Regions from separate parts of the Sus scrofa genome. Here region 1 is linked to region 2. The links are chromatin contacts, called in public HiChIP or PLAC-seq maps. All regions are on one chromosome and are shown on one strand. Each heading gives the region's core, a stretch centred on a gene start, on an enhancer-like site or on the middle of the called end of the contact. The rest is flanking DNA. Distances are from core to core; before and after follow the strand shown. Region 1 holds the start of PJA2 (E3 ubiquitin-protein ligase Praja-2). Region 2 holds the start of FER (tyrosine-protein kinase Fer).

The links. HiChIP or PLAC-seq counts read pairs in DNA pulled down with a chosen protein or histone mark.
Region 1: an H3K27ac HiChIP or PLAC-seq map of skeletal muscle shows a contact between it and region 2, with 4 times the contacts expected there. The contact joins the promoter of PJA2 here to the promoter of FER in region 2. A contact is called at or near these places in 1 of 47 Hi-C or Micro-C datasets (embryonic fibroblasts) and 1 of 2 datasets of contacts at active chromatin or transcription factors (skeletal muscle).

What each region holds. Positions count from the first base shown.
Region 1 is chr2:114,672,898-114,677,390 of Sscrofa11.1, reverse strand. It overlaps PJA2 (E3 ubiquitin-protein ligase Praja-2), which reads left to right and starts at 1,630. Exons shown (of 12, transcript XM_021085401.1): 1 at 1,630-1,864. MAN2A1 (alpha-mannosidase 2) reads right to left here and starts at 1,605. Exons shown (of 22, transcript XM_003123823.6): 1 at 403-1,605. The coding sequence starts at 537.
Region 2 is chr2:113,771,775-113,776,165 of Sscrofa11.1, reverse strand. FER (tyrosine-protein kinase Fer) reads right to left here and starts at 2,046. Exons shown (of 19, transcript XM_021084609.1): 1 at 1,692-2,046.

The sequences.
Region 1 (4,493 bases), core at 381-2,880, 900 kb before region 2:
GCCGAGGGGCTACCATAGCCCGTGAGCTGTCAGCAAGCGCTGCGCCTGCAAGGGAGCGCCTCACGCCGCGCGAGTTCACCGGCCAGCAGGTGACCACCCCAACAGGCCTGGGTACGAGCACAGGAACACGGCCATTTCCTATGAGCACGATCCGGCCACCGCATGCTGCCTAGTACTTTGTTAACTCCGCGCGCCCGGGAGGGGGTGGCTCCGGGATCGCGGTCACCGCCGTCCGAATGCTGCGGAGCGGGGGTTGGAGAAGGATTCATGCCTCCTCCAGTTCGGCCTCGCCTAGCCGGGGCGCGGAGCCCCGGCGGGAGAGAGAGGTCTCGTAGCAGTGGGTAACTACGGGCCCCCATGCCTACTCTCTCGGAGCCCCGCGCCCTCGCTCCCGGTGCTTACCTGGGGAAAGGAGCCCTCGCGGCGCGGGCTCTTGGGGTAGTCTAAGTGACCCCGGTCCAGCATCAGGTAGAGCGAAAAGATGACCACACAGAAGATTGCGCTGCCAAACACGGTGAACTGGCGGCTCAACTTCATTTTTCCTCGATAGACTCAAGGCCAGGGCACTGTCCTCACTAGGAGGAGGAGGAGGCAGACACCGTGGACTCCTGGAAGCGGCCGCCGGAGGCTCTCTGCTCCCAGGCTCGTTGTCCCCGCGCTCTAGGCTGTGGATGCGGGTCCCAGACGCGGTCCGCACCTTATCTCCGGCGCCACCACGCGCCCTTGGCCTTCGCCCCGGCCTGCCGCCCTCCCGGGGGCCGGGCGTTGCTCCCGAGGCGGGACCTGCCTGCAGCCCGGAAGGGGCCCGCTAAAACTTAATCTCGACCTCAGCGCCGGCACCCGGCAGGGCGCGCAGGGCAGGCAGAGAAAAGGTCGCTGTCTGGACTTCCTGCCACCGTCGCCCCGACCAAGTCGGCAGGAAAAGTTTTCTCGATTAGGGCAGGTGTGTCCTCTTCACCCAGGAGGTGCAGGCTTGGAGGCTCTGGGGTCGGTGGCGCGGAGCTGGGTCCAAGGAACCGTGGGGAAGGAAATCAGGTCGGGAAGAGCCGGGCCGCACAACTTAGCGCCGGGACAGCCGGGCCCGCCCCCGCGGTACAGCCCCCGCCTCCCGGGACTGAGCCCCTTCCTGCTGCCGCCGCCGCCGCCGCCGCCGCCGCTGAGACCAGGCCGGCGTGCACCCCGGGAGCGGGGACTCACGGGTCGGGCAAGAGTTTCCTCCAAGCGCGCGTCCACCAGCCGGCTCCTCCCGCCCCCCGCCGACCCTTCTTCTCCCTTCTCGGACCCGGGCTGCGCCGGGAGGGCGCAGGGGGCGGGCGGCGGCGGCGCGCGGAGGAGGAAAAGGAGAGCAACGGGAGGACCGTCCCCGGAGAGAAGCCCGCTCCAGCTGCAGCCGCGAGTCCCCTCCCTCCCTCCCGCTCCGCAAACGCGTAGATGGCGGCGGCAGCTGCGAAAGGAAACGCCGGTTCTCCAGCGCCACTCGGTGCTCCTGCACCGCCCGCCACAAGCAGGAGACAGCGGCGGTGCAGTGGCCGCTGGGTCAGTAGGCGCCCGCAGCCCGGGAGCTGAGCAGGCAGCGGGCCCCGCCCCCTCCCGACGCGCCGGGATGAGGGGGCGGGCTCCCTGGCGCCCAATCACAACGCGCCGCCCGCCGGCCCGCCCGGCGACGGCCTCCCGGAGCCCCTGCGATGGGAAGACCTCAGACGGCTTTTGTGACCTGGGAGGGAGTGTAGCCGGAGTTGCGGCCCTGAGAGGCGGTGAGGCTGTGCAGTCCGGGTTCTGCTGAGCTTTCTCCCCACTTCCTTTTCGCTGCCCAGTTTTCCTGTCCTTGATGTCCCGGGCCTGGCGTGTCTTGGACGGAAACTCGGTGAGGAGAAAGAGAACGGGGCTGCGAATTCTGTTCAGACTAATCTTTTACTCCATTGCTGTTGGCAACTTCTGGTGAAACCTGAGGGAAAGGAGCCTGCAGAAGGACCCTCCAGAAAGGTGTAGAAATCTGGCTACAAAATCTGTGAGGGGAGCTTGAGAAGTGATGCTTGTGCCGGTTATTGATTTATTTCCTCAATTCCAAATTCACCCTTTTTCACTGTACTGTGAAAATGGATCTGGGCCTTTGAAAATAAGTTTTCCTTTGCCAGCAGGGGCTGGATCTTTGATAGGAGAGGATACTGAAGAGACATTACGGGAAGAAGGGTGTTTTCCTACGTGGTGTTGGTAGGCAGGCTCTTGCAGCAGCAAATCTGGCTTTTTTCCAGTGCCAAGCTCCTATAGTGCTCAGGGACCAGCGATTTCCTTCCATGTCCCCAGCTCTAGTGATTTTTATGGTAAAGGCCCTGGAGAGAGACACTACCTCAATGAATAGCTTTCTGGCACCTTAGAGGCAAAATGTGTAGCAAGTTCCAGGCAGTCAATTTTCAACAAGTTCTGCAGGTGTGGCACCACAGTGACTTCTCTGCTATTCAGTGAGCCAGGCTGTGCCCTCTCCAGGACTGTCTGTATCTTTGCCGTGGGAAGGTTTGGGGAAGCTCCTTGAGAAGGCTATCTCCCAGCCTAATGGTTATTATAAAATTAGCTCCTTATACCTGCTATTTCTGTATTCTCGAGGGGTCTCTTCTCACTAGTGAATCTCATTACTCCAAAACCCTGTTTTATCTTTTTATTAAGTTTACCTGTAGTCCCAAGAGATAGACTTAAAAAGACACAATTAGGAGTTTGCTTTGATTGGGTCTTTGGGTTTGAGTTTAGTACTGAATTCCTTGCCGAAGGGATATAAGACACTGGTGATTCATGCTGTAGGAGGCATCCCAGTTAACCTGTAGCTGATTGTGATGAAGTACCAAGTGCCTTAAAGCACCAAATGGCAGCTACAGTGGCCTCTTAAGGCTGTAAGGTGACTATAAAGACTATGGTGTGAGAGTGGTTCTTTTGAGTTCCTTTGAATGCTTACAAAGAGAAATGATAAGCACATTTTAAAGGAACCATTTTAAAGGACGCTCTTATTGACTGGCAATGAAGTGATATTGCTGAAAATCAAACACAAAATTACCGAATTACAACTACTGTTGAATTGACAGGTATGCTAAGTTTCTCCTGTAAAAGCTAGGGACTTGTTAAATGATAGAATCCCCAAACTTGGGATGGATTAAACCCAGGTGAAACTGACAATCTAGAACCCCCCAATTCAATCTGAGCCTCTCTTACTAGTGGAAGTAGCTTGCCCTCTAGTTTCTGAGGTAGGCTTCCTCTGCTTGAAAACTCACCTGGGGCAGATGCCTTAAGAGGAAATTTGCATTCTCCTTAAATTCCGGATAGGAGTTCCTATCATAGCACAGCAGAAACAAATCCGACTAGGAAACACGAGGTTGCAGGTTCGATCCCTGGCCTCGCTCAGTGGGTTAAGGATCTGGTGTTGCCGTGAACTGTGGTGTAGGTAACAGACAGGGCTCGGATCTGGCTTTGCTGTGGCTGTGGCGTAGGCCAGAAGCTGTAGCTCGGATTCGACCCATAGCCTGGGAACCTCCATGTGCTGTGGGTTCGGCCCTAAAAGGCAAAAAAAAAAAAAAAAAAAAAAAAAATCCATGGTAATCAACCTGGACTACCAGTATACCCACAACGAGAACCAAATTCCAGCATGCTCCTGGTGTATAGGTACACCCTATGATGGAGGAAGATGTAATTACACACTAAAATAATTTCAAGACTTTGCTAACATAAAGGCAGAAACCTGGCAAATGTGTAGGTGTGGATTCTAAACCTGTTAGACCATGGTGGATAGAATATACTACTACAGTGAGCCAAATTTATTGTTATGGTGTTAATTATATGTTAGCTCATGCAGCTAGAGGTGGTTCTAATAGCTTACTTGATTGATGGAAACTTGGACTAATTGATTGCCAAGAGTTTATGAGGTTGAAATGCCAGAGCTTCCCTGACATAATATGGAACAGGAAATCAAAAAGCCTAGGGAAATATTCTGTTGGAATTATATGTAATATGCATACCCTTCCCCCAAATGTGTTCCATGCAAAGACACTCCCTGCACTAAAGAATTGAGAAATACATTAGTGAGAAGACAGGCATCTTCGAAAATCTCTGTGGAGATTCACCTCTGTAGGCCATGTATGACAATAAAGGATACCACTATTGAGGTAGACTCACTGATATCAGTAGGGATAACAGGATCCCAGAGTAGCAGAAGCCAAGCAACACTTAACCGCCAAAGATAATGTAGTCCATCTGCCTTATTAAAGGGCAACAGGTGTGTACAGGCAATCATACTGCGTTGGCCCACAAAGATGTCCTGTGGGCAAAATATATAGGCAACCTCATGGAGTACTGCTTGATATTTATTAAAAGTAAAAGTTCTAAATCAGGTAGCTAAAATCTGACCTGAGTCACCACAATGGACTCTCACTTAGTTTTTAGACTTATATCAGTTCACAGACCCGGAACTCGTTGATTGAAGTTCATGTACGTTTTAGAAATGATCTTGCACC
Region 2 (4,391 bases), core at 797-3,296:
ACATTCACAGACCAGAGTTATACATACATAACACTTTAAGATGAAAAGAATGTGTCGATCAAAAGCCTGAATCATTTCTTCAACTACTGATATCAACCTTTGAAATACGGCAGAAGCTGCATTAACTGGACCCTATATAATTTTACATAATAGGTATTTAATGCTGCCAACCACCAGTGTGTAAGAGAAACAGATCTTCACCAACTGTCTTTCATGAAAAAAACTAGAGAAAGGGTTGCCAAGTATGCCTATACACTCTCAATACATTTCCAATACTTCTGAAAGCATAGTTTTCTTGAGAGAACTAAGAGAAAAGATTTCCCGAATCACAAAACATACACTGAGCCTTCCTTTGTATTGAGTGACAAATGTGTGGCTCTTCACAAATATGTGTTCCTACAGCCCATGTAGCTACATACACCAGGACTACAACACTGCACAGTGAAATAATTACACTTTGCAACAGATTTTTTAAACTCCCGTTCCCATTCCATAGGTTGAAAAGTACTTTCTAGTCTTAATTACTAAAATAGTTTTGGTCTATTCTTACTGATTTTTCTATTACATTTTTATATCGGTGACTCCATTTGAGAATTTTTAAAAACATTTTAAATTATCTTGAGAAAAAGAAAAAATGGCACTACACCTTTAAGTTATATCAAATTGATGAGTACTATGAATACACGCAGCTTCGTATGAATTAAAAAGATTAAGATTTTTTAACCATAAGGCAAACGAAAATGAAAGTACCAGCCTTAATAAATTATTAAACTCTGGACTGCACAGTACTATATATCAAAATCACAAATGCCCAAAAGTAAAAAGCAACAACTTCACAGTTAATTTGTGCAATGACGTACCACCCTATCAACACCGACCCAATTAGCGGGTTTCAGAAAGTTGATCCTAAAGTAGACTAAGGCAGAGAGCTGACCCGAAGGTGACTCCAAACACCTCCTCAACCCTAAATGGCAAAGAGGGAATAGAAATTGCCTCAGTTGCGCTAGCTTCAGACTTAATCTATCCCTCGAGGGTTACCCCTGGCCAGGACTGAAATATGATGGAAGGTGGAGGATAAAAGGGGTGGTGAAGCTGACATGAGAAGAACTGGGGGCGGACTGCGCCGGTCCAGGGAGACCGCAGGGCCCCAGCGGTAGGAAGGGGTGGGGCAATACCTAGGGGGTGTAGGTGGCCGCCCCAGCCGGAGAGCCCGCCGAGTGAGAAGTGAGCGCGCCGAGAGAAAGGGGTGCAGGCGTGATGGGCGGTGCCCACAGTCCTCCCTGCAACGCCCCAAACCCCGCAGCCCCCAGACCCGGCGACGGGGCGGAGCCATCGCGCCCGCTCTGCCCTCTCGCGCCGGCACCAGCCCCCTCAGCGTCTAGTCCCGGGTGGGTGGGAGGAGCGGGCCTCGCCCAGCCGGGTGGGCAGCCCGGCCCAAGCCCCAAACTGGAATGCGCCGCCGCGGGCGTAGGACGGAGGCAAGACCCCTAAGCCGGGGGCAGGAGGGGGGTGGCTGAGGGCGGAGAAAGAGCCCTCGGCGCAGCCGCCGCACCAGAGCTGAGCCCCAAGCGCCCCCCTGCGGGCAGGGAGTATTGCCCCGGTTCTCGGCTGGCCTTCCCTACTCTTCCCCCCCTTCCCCGGTGTTGCCCCGGGCAACAGCGCCTGTCGCCGGTGGCGCGAAACTCACCTACCTAGAACCTGACAAGCAGGAGCCCCTCAGACACGGGAGCCAGTCGCCACCCCGCGTCACGGGGGCGGCCGGAGCCAATGGGCGCCGCTGTCACGAGCCTCCGCGGCCAATCCCGCTGTACTCCGGTCTCTGGGCACCCTCGAGGTCTCAGCCAATGGGCACCAGCAGAAGGCGGGCGCTGCCTCCCGACCCCCAACCCCTCTTCCACCACCTCCCAGGAGGCGGGGCGCGGCAGATTGGCCGCGGCCGGAGATGGGTGGGACTCGGGCTCCGAGCCCGGTGGGCGCGCGCGGAGTAGAGGTTGCGGGCGTGGCGAAGGGAGGCGTGAAGTTGCGTCGGCTGCTGTCTAAGCCCGCTCCCCGCTTCGGCCCGGGTCCCGAGGTGCTTCTGTTGGCTCTGCTGTTCTGGTCCCTTAGCTCGCTCCTCTCTGGCTGGTGTCTACGCTGCCAGGATGGGAGTGAGGGCGGGATGCGGCCAAAGGCGGACAGCAGCGTCACAGGAAACTTTGGGAGTCTCGCCTGGCCGCGGCCACTTCCCGGCCGGGCCGGGGGGTGATAAGCTGGGGCCGCCTGGAAGGGACTACCCGGCGGGTCGGCAACCGGAAAGGAATTCGGAGGGTGGGGGTGGAGGCGTGATTAAAATGTTAAGTGTGCCCGGGGGGTTGCTTGGCGATCCCGGGTGCTGAAATTTCCAGGAATGGGCGCGGACCCTACAGCCCAAAATACCCAAAATACGCAGTTTTCACCCTCAGAATCTGTGGCTCTTTCTGTATATCTTACTTGCAGCTATTGTAACGTTGATTCCCTTGAACTAGTTTTCACCTTCCCCAATGGACTCGGAGTGCCTTAAAGGCGAGAACTGTCTTTCTCGTTCCTATAATTCCCATTGCCTGAGACCCTCTTTTTAAAAAAAGTTAGACACTCAGTGTTGCAGTTGTGATGGAGGCGGTTAAAAACTTTACGGCAGGTCTTGTGAGTAGACCCCTGCAGTAGGTCCCTAACTCTTCCAGAGTCTAGAGTGTGTGAAGAACCGAAGTTGGTTTGCTCCTCCAGTGAGGGTTGTTCCTGAAGCGTCCTTGACCAAAAGAATTTAGTGGAAAATGAGAAATTCGAACTAAACGAAGATAACTAGGAGATTGGTAACAGTGTGATAGGTGTTATTAGTCACTATTCCAGGGTGTGTTTCTGTAGTCCATTCTTAAAGGCATTGTGTTGTACGGTGCACATTCTTTCTCTGGAGCAAATTCTAAGGTCAATCCTGTCTCCACCCTCCTTTTCCAAAACGGGTATTCAGTGGGGGCCAAAGAAAAGTGAATATTTTTTCTAAACAGAGTTATTTATTTTACTCTAGGTAACAGCCCTACATTTAGAAAAACAAATTTTAAATAGGACTTTTGTTTACTCTAAAGAAACTAAAACATGCTGTAAAGAAAATTTTTTTTCATTGTATTATAGAAGTTTTAATTGTTTATTTGTATTTTTTAAGCCTAAAAGACGTTGTATTCTTATATTATTCTGCAGTTGAGATTACATTACAAAGGTTACAAATAACCAATTAGAAGCAAAACATAAAGACAATTTAAAAAAAAAGTTTCATTCTCCCTGTTGAAGACAAAAGAAGACATTTCCCTTTCTTAGAGCATTGGCCTTAGAAAACTGGTAATTGTTGAATACTTTTTCATCTCTTAAGTGTTATCAATTATTTTGAAGATATATAGGTCTCTGTCAGTTTGTATTCTGTTAGCTTTACATCCCAGAAATGTCCCTCAAGGCTCTGGAAACTATCTCTTTGAAATGCAAAAGTCAAGAAAAAAAGCATCCATGAGTGGATAAAGAGGGTGTTGTGGTATACATATACAAAGATGGGATATTATTTAGCCATGAAAAAAGAATGACATCTTGCCATTTCAACAACATGGATGGACTTTGAGGGAAGTATGCTAAGTGAAATAAGTCAAACAGAGAAAGACGAATCCCATATGCTCTTATATGTGGAATTTAAAAAAACTCTCATAGATGCAGGAACATAGGTGGCTGCCAGAGGCAGGGAGTGGGAGTGGGTGAAATGTGTGACGGTGGTCAAAAATATAAACTTCCAGTTATAAAATAAATGTCATAGAAATATAATACTATGACTGTAGTTAATAATACTGTATTGCGTATTTGAAAATTGCCAAAAAAGCAGATTTAAAAAAAATTGTAGTATATATGGTGATTGATGTTAACTTGAATTATTATAGTGATAACTTAGAATTACAGCTATGGAATTACCTTGTACAGCTAAAACTAGTGTAATAATATATGTCAATTATAGTTCAATTAAACGATAGAGAGAGAAGCACGTGCACCCTTCTCTCCCAGTTCTCTAGGAGAGAAGGAGCCTAACTTCAATGGGCAAATTGGTCCAAATTGCAAAATTGCATTCTGTCATAAAGATGAGAAGTTTGTTTTTCCTGTGGATAAGGCAAATTAGCTAACATTGATGTTCACCCCAAATAAAGTTAAAATGAATTATGTGTGCAGTGCTTTCAAGGCCTATTACTTAATGACTAGTTATTGTTTATCTTGAAAACATATGTAATGGGTTGAGTCTGTTTGGCTGTATGCAATTGCCTTTGCAATCTCTTTGCTGATTTCCCACCGTGTGTACCACATTCTAGTCTGCTTATTCAATAAGAAGAGTGTTTTATTCTCCACTACCT